Regions from separate parts of the Anser cygnoides genome. Here region 1 is linked to region 2. The links are chromatin contacts, called in public Hi-C maps. All regions are on one chromosome and are shown on one strand. Each heading gives the region's core, a stretch centred on a gene start, on an enhancer-like site or on the middle of the called end of the contact. The rest is flanking DNA. Distances are from core to core; before and after follow the strand shown.

Region 1 (7,284 bases), core at 3,810-6,309, 320 kb after region 2:
GATGGAGCTCGCGTTGCTGCTCCTTGCCTTTGCTGCTGCTCACAACTCTTCCCCAGCTGTTTTTATTTTTCCAGAAGACCTTTCTGTCAGGAGACCGAATGCGCGAGCATAAAAAGCAATTTCGGAGGCTCTGTCGTTGGCAATTACACCTGAAAGCTGGAGATTTAATTATTGTGGTACCCCTGCAAGAGGAGTTGCAACGGTCCTATCACACGAGACATTTCAGCGCTAAACCGGGCGGCTTCACCGCATGTCAAGGAGCAAAAAGCACAGCACTCGGCATCTCCCACCCCCAAATCCCAGCACGAGGGCTCCTGTTGACACCCAAGTTAACAATTAGTTGGGTTAATTGAGGACACAGCTGTCTGCCTAACACTGCTTTTCTCTCACACCTATTTTCCTTGCTGCTAACCATCGCCGGTGGTGGTGGAAGCCGCTCGGCACTGTCACAATTCCCACTTCATGCCTGCATTTTCAATTAACACTCTTTTTTTTTTTCTTTTTTTTTTTTTTCTCAGGTTGATGATTTTTGCACGTTTGCTGGGAATCAAACAGTCCTGTCGGCACTCCTCAGCGCCTAGGTCATGTTCTGCAGCTCTCCCCAGCTACGAGGGTGCCTGTGCATTTAGGAGAGCGTCGTATCGCGATGCCCCTGTAAGGCACCGAGGACATGAGGAGCAGACAGCAGTTAGCACGTGTCACTAAACGCATCCGTAACCACTCAGTAAGTATATAACAGCACAGCATATAGGGCCTGAAGTGCTACAGATTCAGCTGTTGTCCAGCACCAGCCCAAAGCAGGAGCAGGTTCTCACAGAGCTGTGGCAGAATAGAGTCAACGAGGAAGACGCAGGACATCACCATCACATCCGCCCAGCCAGTGGAGGTGAGCAGCCCCAGGTATGTCTGAAGCGAAGCCTCCGATTTGCCACTTTAATGTCCATCTTTTCGGGGAAAAAACATCTCGAGGCCCCCATTTAACTTGTGTTTCAGATGTGTGGGGTGGGATGGAGCCCTGGCAGCAGGACAGGAAGCCCAGCAGCGGCAGCTTATTGGGACCGCACAGTGCATGATAAAACCTACACACTCATTTCACCTTTTACGTGCAGAAGAGGACGAGATGGGAAAGCACCAAGAGGCTTTTTACCCCGGGAAAATGCTTTTCATGCTGCAGGGGTGGTGAGGAGGTCAGCATCCAGGGCTTGCCCCCCCCTTATCTGGCCGCCCCGTGCATCTCGCAGCATCTCCCTCTGGTCCTTCCCGCTGCATCCTGCGCTTCGTCTCAGCTTTGCTGGGCCGGTCAGCAGGGAATTTCCTCCCACTGGAGCAGTGCTCGCATGGCACCCAGCCAGGGAACCCAGCTCCGGGATGGTGCTGCCAGCAGCCTTTGGCAAAGGAGCACAGCAAGGGCTTTCCTGGGCACAGGGGAGAGGAGGATATTCCTCCCGAGATGAAAAAGCTGTGCTAAAAACAAACAACCTGGTTCAGGTTAAAAAGAAACAGTTGTGTGTTGTTGGTTTGTTTTGTGTTTTTTTTTTTCTTGTTTTTTTTTTTTTTCCCCTCGAGTTCATTTGTTGGAGGATGGAGTCTCAGAGATGCAACATCAACAAAATGCACATTGAGTCAAAGTGAAATATTTCATTCAACCTACACAGGAAAACGTCTTATGTTATTTGAGGGCTATTTACCCTTCTGTGTAAGCTTCCACTTATTTATGCATGTAATGTTTTCAGGCTGATTTTAAAACAAGAAATGCTGATTCAAAAAGAAGAGCCAAAAAGTTTTGTTTCAAAGCGCCTTTCTCTCTCAGATGCACATAAACGTGCAGACTGGGGTCAGAATTGCTCACTGCATGATTGAATCGCTGAATAATTTCTGTCCTGCACGGGGCTCTAGCCCACAGCAGCTTTACTTTCATCGAAATAAATAAAAGCAAGGGAAGAAGTGAAACCTAGAGGTCACTGGTAGCCTTCCCAAACTTTTTCCAGGATATCCCCTTTCCCCCATGCCCTGGGTTTTGTGCCAAGCATGGCTAAGGGACAGTGACCGGTGACCTCCCCCTCATCCCACAGCCACATTTTGTAGAGAAGCGAGGTTAGGTTCCGGTCCCACCATACTGAAGCTCTCCGGGTCCCCAGGGATGGTGTGGTGACACCACATCGGCGCCAGGACCCGCGTCGGGCTCGGCGATGGGCAACCGCAGCCGCTGGGGTCCGACACGGAGCCGCCGGGTGTAGTCTGCGAGCCGGAGGAAGCGAGGAGCCAGCGTACAACCTGAACTTGGTCAGCCGCGACCCGAACCCCAAAGAGGAAAGCCTGCACGCATGACATCTTCCTGTTAGGAAATATTAATCACGGCCGTGTCCAAACATGGTAAACGAAACCTCAGGAAAACCACTCCTTTGGCGACCGAGTGCTGCTCGCCGTCATGTTCAGGAAGGCCCTCGTGCCTCAAAGGCAGGACCCACCCGGCAGCAGGGCACTGCAGTTACGTATTGCCTCCACGACGTCTGCGTCTGTGAAACAAATTCAGCTCATCCCTGCCGTGCTTTGGGAGTTGTCGCTGTTAGGTGTTAGAGCTTTAGGTTTTAAGGAGCATCCCCGAGAGAAGGCAGCACCATAACCCGGGGATTCTCACCACGCTGCTTGTCGATGGTCCAGCTCCAGCTTGTGGGGCAAAAATACGGCAAAATAGCAAAATTGAGGAATGTCAGGTAAACCTGCGCCTCACCTGCTGATGGAAAGGGTTTGATCACCCGAGTCAGAAACCTGGAGCTCTCTGGAAGCTCCTGGTGGCGTGCGGATATCTTCAGCTCAACACCACAGCAACCAGAGCTGGGGGAACCTGGTGCTGGCTCCCCGCTGCCCCCCAAACTCCAGGGTTTGCAACGCCTTCCTTGCCACAAAGAAACTCGCACAACAGTGCACGTCCAGCAGGAGTAAAATTAATAAAAATAAAAAATAAAAAATTGTCCTCCTTCACCATCTTTTTAATACCACTCTCAAAGCCCCCAGCGCATCGCTTCCCGTCCCACTAAGCCCACTGCTCGTAGGGCCCTGCGCTGGCAGGGAGTGGAAAAAAAATTATCACTTTTAATGTCGCTCCATCCCCCTAAAATGTATCTGCTGGTAGAACTGCACTGGGACATGAACCCATAAAACATTGCAACTCTTGCTGGTGGGGCCTTAAATCCTTCTGAGGGCCAAGCCTTGCTTATAGGGCTAAAGTCCTTTCTGGGATCCCTTAGAGGACAACACTTTCTTGAAAGGATCAAACTTATTTGGTGGCCAACCCATGTCCAGGGGGTCTACATCAATTTTGGGGGCCCAAATCCCCTTGGGGGATCAACCCTCATCAATAGGGCCCAAACACCTTCTGGGGCCAAAATCCCTTTGGGTTCAAAATCCCTTTCTGGGGACAAAAGCCATGCTGCTGTGCCCCAAGTCTTTTTGGAGGGCCCAAACACCTTAAAGAGGCCAAACCTTGCTTGTGGGTCCCAACCCCTCTGTGGGTCCCAAATCTCTTTTGCTGCCCAGCCTGCTTATGATACCCAAGCTCTTTGTGGGGTTCAAACCCCTTTCAGAGGTCAATTCTTGATCATGGGTCCCAAAACACCTTAGGCCCAAACCTGCCAGCCCAGATCTTGGTATCTAAGCCTGCTTGTTGGGTCCCAAACCTCTTGTGGGGCCCAAACTCCTCATGGGGCCCCAACTCCTTGTGGGACTCAAACATCTGGGCTTGGTTGGCTCCCAACCCGTGGGTCCCAAAACCCATGAAGGACCCAAACCCCCTGTGGGGTCCTTATTCATGTTGGTGCCCAAGCTGTGCCCATGGATCCCAAAATCCATGTGGGAACCCAAACACCTTGTTGGGCTCAAACCCATTGCCTGTGGGTCCCAAACCCCTGAAGGGACCCAAGTCATATGTGAGGCCCAAATCCATTTGGGTGTCCAAGCTGTGGGTCCTGTGGGGTTGTTGCTTGTGAGTCCCCAAATGCCATGCGGGATCTGAATACTCTGAGGCATCCAAACCCATTTTGGGGTCCCAGCGTGCCTGTGGGTCACCAAACCCTTGTGGAATCTGAATTCTCCAAGGCATCCAAACCTGTTTTGGGGTCTCAGCATGGCTGTAGGTTGCCAGACCCTTGTGGGATCTAAACACCGAGGCATCCAAACACATTTTTGGGTCCCAGAGTGCTTGTGGGTCCCCGACCCCTTGTGGGATCTCAACACCCTGAGGCGTCCAAACCCATTTTAGGGTCACAGAGTGGTTGTGGGTCCCCAAATGCCATGTGAATTCTGAATTCTCTGAGGCATCCAAACCCATTTTAGGGTCCTGGAGTGGTTGTGGGTCCCCAAGCCCTTGTGGGACCTGAATACACAGAGGCATCCAAGCTCATTTTAGGGTCCCAGAGTGGTTGTGGGTCCCCAAGCTCTTGTGGGATCTGAATCCTCTGAGGCATCCAAACGCATTTTGGTGTCCCTGAGTGGTTGTGGGTCCCAAACCCCTTATGGGGTCTGAGTATCTTGAGGCATCCAAACCCACTTTGGGGTCCCAGTATGCCTGTGGGTCCCCAACCCCTTGTGGGATTTGAATCCTCAGAGGCATTCAAACCTATTTTGGGGCCCTGGAGTGGTTGTGGGTCCCCGACCCCTTGTGGGGTCTGAATCCTCTGAGGCACCCAAACCCATTTTAGGGTCCCTGAGTGGTTGTGGGTCCCCAACCCCTTGCGGGCTCTGAACACCCTGAGTCCCCCAGACCCATTTGAGTCCCCTCACAGCCATAACCCCCCGTAGCACCCCACTTAATTTCCCCGATCGCACCCCCCCCCCCCCCCCCCCGTCCCCCGTGTCCCCCACCCCGTGCGGCCGCCACCCGGCGCCTCAGCGGCCCCTCAGGGGCAGCGCCCCCGGCGGGCCGGGCGGGATGGCGGCGGCGGGGCCAGGCCAAGCCGAGCTTCGGCGCCCCGCCCGGGGAACGGAGGAAGGGGGGGGGGGGGGGGAGAAGAGAAGCAGGAAACCGGGCGGGCCCGGGGCCGAGCCGGCCCCGCTCCTGTCACCGCCTGCGTCAGAGCCCGGAGTTTTCCACTGACGAAAAAGGGCAGCGCGGCGCGGCGCAGCCCCGGCAGCGGCAGAGCGGGAGGCGCCGCGCCAGGCACCGCCGCCGCCACTGCAGCCGGAGCCGCCGCCGCCGCCGACACCCGCCGCCGCCTCCTCAGGTAAGGGGCTTGGCTGGGTTATTTGGGGGGTTTGGGTTCGTGGTGGGGGGGTTTGGGGGTGAATCCGTGATGGGGGGTTTTGGGGATCGGGGTCTGGCTGACTGCCCCCCCCCCCCCCCCCCAACCTTCTTTCCCAGCCGGGCTGGGGGTGAAGGGAGCTGGGGGGGGGGACGCGCATCGGGGACACAAGCGGGACACATCGCGGAGCTCCCCGGACCTCTTGGCTAAGAGGGGGAAAGGGGAGAGTCTTGGGGAGACCCTGCTGTGCCCCCCTTAAAAAAAAAAAAAAAAATTTTTTTTTTTTTTTTTGGGGGGTGGGGGGATGGAGCGCGCCCCCCGTCAGCTCGCTAAGAAACGCTGCGCCTCCGGTGCGGTGATGGTGAAATAAAACCCGTGGGGGGGGGGGGGGGGGGGGGGGGCGAGCCCGGCAGGCTCCCTCTTCCCCAAACTCCCCGGCTCGGGGATGTTTTCCCGTCGCTACAGCAACACCTACCGGCGCTCCGACCGACCGACCGACCGCCCGACCGACGGACGGGGCGCCCCCCCCCGGGTCTCCTTCACAACCGACCCGGGGGGGGCTCTCACACCGCACCTTGGGGGGGGGGGGGGGGGGGAAATAAGGAACAAGAGCAGCGAATAAACCCGCTCGAGTTTCCAAACGTCGATTTATTCCTCTTCTCTGGCTTCCCCGAGCGCCTGTCACCTCCGCCGTGCCCAGCGTCGCCGTGGGATGGGGCTGGCGCGCAGGGAGAAGCCCTGTCCCACAGCTAATTATTATTATTTTTCCTTTTTTTTTTATATATATATATATTTCTTTTTATTATTTCCTTTCCGTGCTTCGCTTTCGTGCCGGAGCGTTTCTCCCGCGGCTCCCGGAGAGCCTTTAATAATTCAGCGCAGGAAACGGGGGCGTATGTACGGCCGGCAAGGTAACGCACGGCGTGTACCTACGGGAGGACGAGTATGGAAACCCGCCGTGAATTATTCATCAGGTGTAATCAAATAGAGGATTTTCCTAGACAAAGCACGCTTCGCCCCTTTCATATTTATTGCAGTGCAATCTGCGCCGAGTACATCTGGAGCCCGCTTCGTCCCGGCCGTGCCAGATAACCTTTTAATGCGTTTGCTAATGTTTCTTATTTACCTTTCGGGCTGTCAGGGAGAAAGAAGGGCTCGGTGGCAAACCCCGCGGAGTTTTTTCTTTGCGAGCTTCCCGAAATATTGGCAGGAGCGAGCTCTTTCGCCCTGCTTCCCCGGGGAAGGCGTTTCGCCCAGCCCCGCAGGAGAGCGCACTTGTGGCACCGCGAGCGGATCCGTGCCTCCGCGCCTGGGTCGTGCGGCGGCAGGGGAGGTTATTTTTAACCAGGGGGAAGGTTATGAAACCTTAGACCCGGCCTTGGAAGGGGGGGAAAATCAGCTGGGCTGAACCGGACGGCACCGCTGCTGGCCCCGAAACTGGGAAGCGACCTCGCAGGGAGGCTGCCCCAGCGGCGGCTGGGAACCCACGGAGGTAAATATGGCAGGAATTAAAATAGTTAAATGGACGGGCAGTGAGTCGGTGCCGATAGCACGGGGGTGACGAAGTTGCCTGCAGGCATTGCCAGGCTCCCTGCTGCCATGAGCTGGCGAGGATTTCGGGGGGCTCAGCACAAGGCTCAGCGCCGCACCGGTTTTTCGCAACGCTCATGCCGAGGTCACCCGACCTGCGTGCAAATGAACACCTGGGAAAGGGGGGCAAAAGACTCCCCCGGGGTTCACTGCGTGAGTCGTACCTGGCTGAAGCGGGTTTTTAAACCAATATTTATCCTGGCTCGAGGCACGGAGCTGGGGCTGGGCTGCGACCTCGACCCCATGCTCCGGGATGAGCCCACCCGGCTGCCCGGGCAGCGGGAGGATGCTGGTGCTCCTAGAGCCAGGAGGTTGGCTCTGAAAATATGTGCTTTTAGTGCATTGCACTGGTTGTTTGCTTTTTTTTTTTTTTTTGTTAACACAAGTTGCTTTGTGGAAGAAGAGTCTGCTTTCAGCTTGCGCGCAGAGTTGGGATCCTTCCACCCTTTGGGATATT
Region 2 (7,033 bases), core at 955-3,454:
GAGATGTAAAATATTCAGGCTTTTTTTCCTTTTTTGGACTTTGTATTTTACTGCATGTCTCTAATTTTTAATCAATAAAGAACAAATTGTCCATTGCCGTGTGTTCGGCGTGTGCTTTACGTGTCGTCGAGTTGGCTGGCGTGTCTTGGGGAGGGGGCTGGGGGTTTGTCCGAGTGGCATCCGCACCACCTGAGACATTTATTTGGGCGATGGGAGGCTTGGTGACCCCCGGGAGGACTCGATGGTGGCGGTCTATGAGAGTCTGCGCGGGGTTGGGGTCAGGGTGGCATTTAGGGCTGGATGCTGGGGGCTTCTCAGTAGCTGGAAGGTTTGCTCCGAGCTCTGCACACCCTGTGCAGCTGGGGATGAGCTTCTGCTGGCCAGGAACAGTATTGGAGTGGGATGATTTATATCCCAAGAGGTGTCTGGAGAACAAACTGCTCTCCCTCCTCTCCACCTCCAAACACTTGTTCTTTCCAACTTCTCCAGGGCAGACCTGATCCAAAGGTGCCTCCGAGGTCTTCCCTCTACATCTGAAGTGCAACCAGGACCTCAACAAAACGCACTGAAGGTGAGAGACCCCAGATACATCCACATCTCTCATTGTCTTGACGGTTCTTAGGCTGTTCCTCTCTAGGCACCGGTATCCCCTGCTGCAACACACTCCCATGCCAGCGGTCATGCTTTGGGCTGCGAGGGAAGGACGTGTCAGAAGGGAAAGGTCTCTAAGTTTCCGGTCTTCTGTTAACTTTTCTTGCTAGGGCTCTCCGGCTTAGTTTGCCATTTTCTGCATCTATTTATCTTAAGGCGTTCCTCCTTAATGACCGATCCAGAGAACTTTACCTTGGGTGAACACAACTTCCAAGTTTAAGATGTGCGATGGGAAGGGATGATCTTGGTCACTGAATCTCAAGCCCTTCATCCGAGTCAACTTCTTAGCAGTCTTTCGAGCCTAACCTCACTCAAGAATCCCCAGAGAATGATACCCCAGTGCTCTCCCCTCCCTGCCTCTGTAAGAAATCCATTTATGGATGCTCCTAAAGCTTTTTGAAGCTGCCCTACACCAGGGCCTCACCGCCCTCCTGTGGGTCACTGGTCCACGCCAGTTGGCCGTGCTGCCCGTTCCTTTGGGCTTCCCTGCTCTCCTTACCACCTCCCCATCGCCTTCTCGCAATCTCCTCGCAGCCGATGAATTTGCACCTGGAAAGCAACCTGCCCTGGAGGGTGTGCACCTCCTGAAATTTCCGACTCACTCAATGGGAACGCAGCGTGGGTACAACTTCCAACCCGGAGCGCTGCACTTTCTTCAAGTTTACCTACTCCTTGTGGCTGCCTACAGCTGCCGGGCTTATCTTGGGTTTAAGTCTCGGTTCCAGCCCTGGGAATCTGTCTTTGCAGATGCTGCTGCCTATGCCAGGCATCGGGGAAATTTTGAAAGCAGTTGTGTTTTTTTTGAGACATTTCAGAAATGGCTGGTGCCGTTCTCCGTGCTTCCATGCCTCAGTGTCTTTCCACCAGTTTTGCCAGCTTTTTATGGTTCCAAACCTGGTCACACCACGAGTTCATTCTCTCCCGTCCCTCCTGTTGATCCTACAGATTTCTCTCTCGTTCTGTGATGAGGCGAGGTCAGGCTTTTCTCGGGGTTTCTGCCTGAGCACAGTTGCTTTCCCTTTGTCCTAAAAGTGGCATCATCTCTTCCTTCTGGTCGTGTTTTGTGCCAGTCCGGGTCCAGGCAGCCCATGACTGGTGTCTGACCGACCTTCCTGGGCTTTCCCGTTTCAGCTGTGGTGGAGAAGAGTGGATGAGGCCGCTTAGGGCCCGGAACTCCTTTTACCACAGAGGCAGAAGACAGAGAGGGGAGATGGTACGGGGAAGCCGCGGAAGATGAAGGAAACGGAGTCTCCCGTCGGCTGGGATGGCAGCCAGCTGGCCGCCCTTCCTCCTCTCTGGCTCTGCCCAGCCGTTAGCATCACTCCATTTCTTGGACTTTTCCCAGCTCCGCATCACGCTGGGCTGTCTTGGCCTCCGTGAACCTTGCTCACTCGAGTAGAGCAAGCGCCTGCAATTGATTCGGACAATTCGGTCTTCCCCCGTGTCATTGCCACATGGCCCTGGCAGAGGCACGATCCAGATCTCCTGAAGCAGGGGTTGGTTCTGCACGCTTTATCCAGTACCAGACACCGTATGTGGGTGGCCCAGAAATGATTAATGTGTTACACAGTGTACTTAGGACATGTAAAACATCAGGCGTTAAGTCTCTCCTGAAGAGACTGCATATTTGTAGTGCCTGCCTACGTCTGCAGAGCTTATCTTGGGATTAAACATTAATTCCAGCCCGCAGGAAAGTCTGTCCCAGCACTGTCCTCTTCCCGACTCAGCTGACAATGTCGGGCATCGGGGAAATTCTGAAGGCAGTTGGTGATTTTGGGACATTTCAGAAACGGCTGGTGCTCTTCTCCGTGCTCCCATGCCTCAGCCTGGCCTTCCACCAGTTTTGCCAGCTTTTTATGGTTCCAAACCTGCCTCATTACTGCAACACCAGCTGGATCCGTGCCGTCGGCCCCAACCTGACCGAGGAGGAGCAGCTGAACCTCACCGTGCCCCGCGACGCGGACGGGGCGTACGAGCAGTGCTCCATGTACTCGCCCGTGGACTGGGACCTCGGCTCCATCGTGGCGTACGGCCTGAACGCCACGGAGAAGTGCAGCAGTGGCTGGGTGTACCCCTCAGCACAGCAGCCGTCCCTGCTCACCGAGGTCTGTAAATGCCTTTTGACGCCGTGGGGACGTGGAGGGGAAGGGATGGACGGGAGCCTCCTGTCCTGCACTTTGTGGAAGGCCAAGGCAGAGGCGGTGTGGGGCTGAGTCCAGCACATGCTCTGCCCACCGGACAGCCCCTTGCCAGCACCCAAGTAACTCACTGTACCTGGCCTGGGGGGACCTTTTTGGTCTCCCTGCCACAGTTTCCCCTATTCTGCTGCCTGGTTCTCCTCACAGCACCTTCCCTCTGAAAGACATTTACTTTCCAAGAGCTTTAATTTGTCCTTGAGTTTTCTGGGACCTCCAGAGCCCTTCAGGGCTTAGACAAGATGTGGTCCTTATGGGCCATGCAGATGAGCAAAGGCCCTGCCTCCTGGCATCTCCAACATCTTCCTCTCTGCACCTTTCTTCTTCTCTCTCCCCACATTCCTCCCTCTTTCCTCTCTCAGTCTTTCCTCCCTCCCAGCTCCATCTGTCTCTTGGGCACCTTCCTGTGGGCTAAAACCAGATGAGAGAGCCCAGCCTGTGGCATTTCCAAAGGTTCCTTGGCTCCCCTGGAGCCCTGTGTCCTGCCTCCAGCCTGTCCCACCCTGCCCAGCCTTTGCAGCCAGGGCAGCCAGGTGCTGGGACCCCTCTCCGAGGCCCCACTTCACCCAACACTTCCCAGCCAGGAGGCTCCCTTGGGCTGCCTGGCCTTGACGCACTCCTGCAGGTCCCGGTGCTTGGGGCATCGCTGAGTGCCCAGGGGTCTGTCCCACCTCCAACTTGTGCAGCTCATGCACACGATAGAGACCCGCATCCTTGGGAGAGGGATCTCTGCTTCCAGGGGCTAAGGCGAGAGCCCGGGCACCCACCTCCTGTCCCCACCCAGGGCCAGCCGTGCTGCCCGTCCTGAGAAAGCAGCTGCCCAGCTGGGACCTGGCAGGAACAAAAGCAGCTGTGTTTCCCTCCTCCAGTTCGACCTCGTGTGCGACAGGAAGGACCTGAATGACATCTCCCAGTCTGTCTACATGCTGGGACTGTTCCTGGGAGCCATGATCTTTGGGCCACTAAGCGACAGGTGAGGACACACAAGGAATTGCCCATGGTCTCCTATAAACCAGCAGTGTGTAGTGTCATGCACTGCTCCAGGACTGGCTGGCCACAACACTGTGTATTTGGTCACTGCTCCTCACTCACAGTGACTGTCCCAAAATTACAGTGACCCTGACCAAAGTCCTTAGGCCTTGTGTGAACATGGAGTGGAAAAGTAGAGGGCAAAGTGTCTGCATAGAGTGTTTCACATGTAAATTGCGAGTAGTCTGATCCTCATTGCCCTCAAGAAAGTCATCTATGAATGGTTCCACATCACTGTGTATCCCTCCAGGCTCTACCCCATCTCATCCCATGGGGTCTCTCCAGATACCAGCTGTGTCCTCCCTCTTCCTCCACAGGATCGGCCGCCGGCCAGTCCTTCTGATCTCCATCTTCCTCCAGGGCTTTTTTGGTGTAGGAATTGCCTTTGTGCCCCATTTCTACGTATACATGGCCTTCAGATGTGTCGTGGGGGCTTCAGTGTCAGGGATCAACATGACCTTACTGGCTTTAGGTGAGTAGGATGCCCTTACCCTGAGGCAGATGTATGCGGTCTCTCAAGATGCAGTAGAAATGGCCTAAAAAGAAATAAAAAGTCATCCAGGACATCTTGAAAAACGTCCTCCCAAATGAATGGCTCATGTTTTAACATGAGCAGGACAGTCAGCTTGACACGTCTCAGTGGCTTCTGCAGCCGGTTTGCTGAGGAGGCAATACAGAGGGGTGAGGACAGGTCTTGATTGTCACTGCCCTTTGGCATCTTGCCAAGCCTGAGTGAGAGCCACGGAGGGCATCTGGAAGATGGCAATGCTCAGATGAGGACAAGGGGACTGCCTCCCAGATGGGGTGGTCAACATGGGGAGAGAGCCCAAGGGTCTGGGATACCATTGATGGGCCCCAAACCCTGCCCCAGCAAGGGGATATCTGGATGCTGGGAGCAGAGAGGCGAGGTACATGAGCTTTATGTCCTCCTGCAGATGTCTGGGCTGGTGTACTTTACCCTAGTTATACTCATGGCTGACAGGACACCCTGGGGTTAAGGAACGGTGATGCAGCTCATGAAACACTGGTGACTTGCACGTGTGTTAGACATCATTGTTCTGACTGCTGCTGCCTTCTCCTCAGGTCCTGGAGGAGAGGCTCCAGGGGATACAAACTGCTTGAATAAGGGGAAATCATTCACGTCAATGACCCTCAATATTCATTCTTCTTTTCAGCTACGGAATGGGTTGGGGTCTCCTATCGACCACGTGCAGTGCTTATTACTCACTGCTGTTTTGCCATTGGACAAATGATTTTGGCTGGCTTGAGTTATGGGATTCGTAACTGGAGGTTGCTGGAAATTGCAGGATCTGCTCCTATATTTGCCCTTTTCTTCTTCATCTGGTAAGTGGCAGGTGGGCAGTACGCTCCTTGCAGGCATGACAGATGCCGGAGGGCTTTCTGCAGAGCTCAGCACATCTCCCTGGGCCACTGGGCCTTGGAGAGCAGCAGCTGCTTTGGTTCAGGTCCTCAGATGTGGCCTAAACGTAGCTCTGTGAAGCCTGACCTGAGGAGGTATTTAGACCCAACTGGCACACATCGTGCCCATTACTTGCAGGGCCTGGTTGCAGGGAGATGGGCTCTGAGGAAAGTCAGCAGGTCACAGCGGCATCTGCTGCTTTCATCTCCTTGGCAGGGTGCTACCAGAGTCGGCTCGATGGCTGGTGACAAAAGGCAAAATAGAAGAAGCTAAGAAGGTCCTTCAGAAAGCGGCATCCATCAACAAGCGCACCATCCCACCGGGACTCCTTGAGCAGGTACCAAAACCATGGGGGGAGCTGCTCGTCCTCAGAGACCTGCCTCTGAGCATGGCTTTGTAGCACTCCTTGGAGCTGGGCTCACCTGGTAAACATTTTTCCATGAACGCTGGGATCATTTAGGGATGGGCTTTTCTTTAGTGAGGGCTGTACAAGTGTGGAGGATGAGCATGAGGTCCCTGCTCTGTGGTTTCCATGTCTAAATGCCCAAAGGGGTGGAGTTATTTACGACCCCACTCATCCCAAGGACCCTGCACTGACAGTGTTCATCCCGAGGAACCTCCCAGTCTCCAATCTATTGCATGGGGCAGCCACACCACAGGCAGGGGAGCCGAGCCCCACTGGGCTGCCATCCCTCCCACAGCAGCTTTGGGTCACCAGCCTGTCCCGCTGAGCTTATCCTTAGTCTTTGGCTGGAAAAAGAGCTAGCCATGGGTTTTCTTTTTCTGCTCTGACTCTCTGGCTTTCTCCATTTTGAAGCTGAAGTGTGAGACACAGGCTAAGTCTGGAAGTTTTCTGGATCTCTTTCGGAAGAAGCACCTCCGGAAGGTGACTTTAATCATGTCGTGTGCCTGGTAAGACATTGCCTGGTTCCCTCTTTCCTAGCTTCTGGGTGAAGAAAAGAAGGGCTTGAAGGTTATTCATAATTGTAAATACACCTCATGTTTTGGAGATGATATTGATGGTTATTGCTCTTTCTGGTTGTTGTAGATGAAATGCAGTTTGTGGGAAAGACTTTAGCAGTCCCAGCTTTGGCAGTCCTGTGGTACTGGTTGGGTTTTATGTCCCCTTGGAAATCCAAGGATATGCTGAAAATGTTGTCAGTGGAGGTCAATATTGTATTTGCTCATGGCTAACAGATATGATTATTTCCATTCTGCTCTGTTTTCAGGTTCGTTAACAGCCTTGTCTACTATGGTCTGAGTCTGAATGTGACTAATTTTGGTCTGGACATCTACCTGACACAGCTTGCATTTGGAGCAGTGGAAATCCCAGCCCGTCTTGGTTGTATCTTCCTGCTGCAGTGGTTTGGGAGGAGGAAATCCCAGGCTGGCACCCTGCTGCTGAGTGGCCTGGTGTGTTTGATCATCGCTGGCATCCCTGAAGGTGAACAGCCTCTTCTTGTCTCGACTGATCAGCTTCTGGGTCAGTGAGCTGACAGCCCCAGCACTTCTCTTGCTGGTGAAGGCCCCATCTTCCCAATCCGTCTGGCTGCAGTCCCACATGGCTGTCAGGGATTGAGCTGAACGTAGTGCCTTGGACACAAGGGGCTTGGTCATGTACCCAAGGACCATTCTGATCAGCAAATCTTTGCCTGCCAACTGATAGGAGAGGGTAAAGCTGAGCAATGGGCTCAGCTGACAGAGCTGCCCTCTGGTTAGTTTGCTGGGGTAGTGAGAT

The links. Hi-C and Micro-C count contacts between places; a contact is called where the count stands out from the background.
Region 1: a contact with region 2 is called in a Hi-C map of liver, with 4 times the contacts expected there. The contact joins the promoter of CSRNP1 here to the promoter of LOC106036790 in region 2. A contact is called at or near these places in 2 of 7 Hi-C or Micro-C datasets (both in liver).

The regions. Positions count from the first base shown.
Region 1 is chr2:6,061,595-6,068,878 of Taihu_goose_T2T_genome, forward strand. It overlaps CSRNP1 (cysteine and serine rich nuclear protein 1), which reads left to right and starts at 5,060. Exons shown (of 5, transcript XM_066991433.1): 1 at 5,060-5,219.
Region 2 is chr2:5,742,299-5,749,331 of Taihu_goose_T2T_genome, forward strand. It overlaps LOC106036790 (solute carrier family 22 member 13-like), which reads left to right and starts at 2,205. Exons shown (of 10, transcript XM_066991413.1): 1 at 2,205-2,756; 2 at 3,716-3,819; 3 at 4,193-4,347; 4 at 5,051-5,219; 5 at 5,512-5,632; 6 at 6,113-6,207; 7 at 6,525-6,739. The coding sequence starts at 2,385. OXSR1 (oxidative stress responsive kinase 1) reads left to right here. Exons shown (of 18, transcript XM_048062313.2): 18 at 1-95.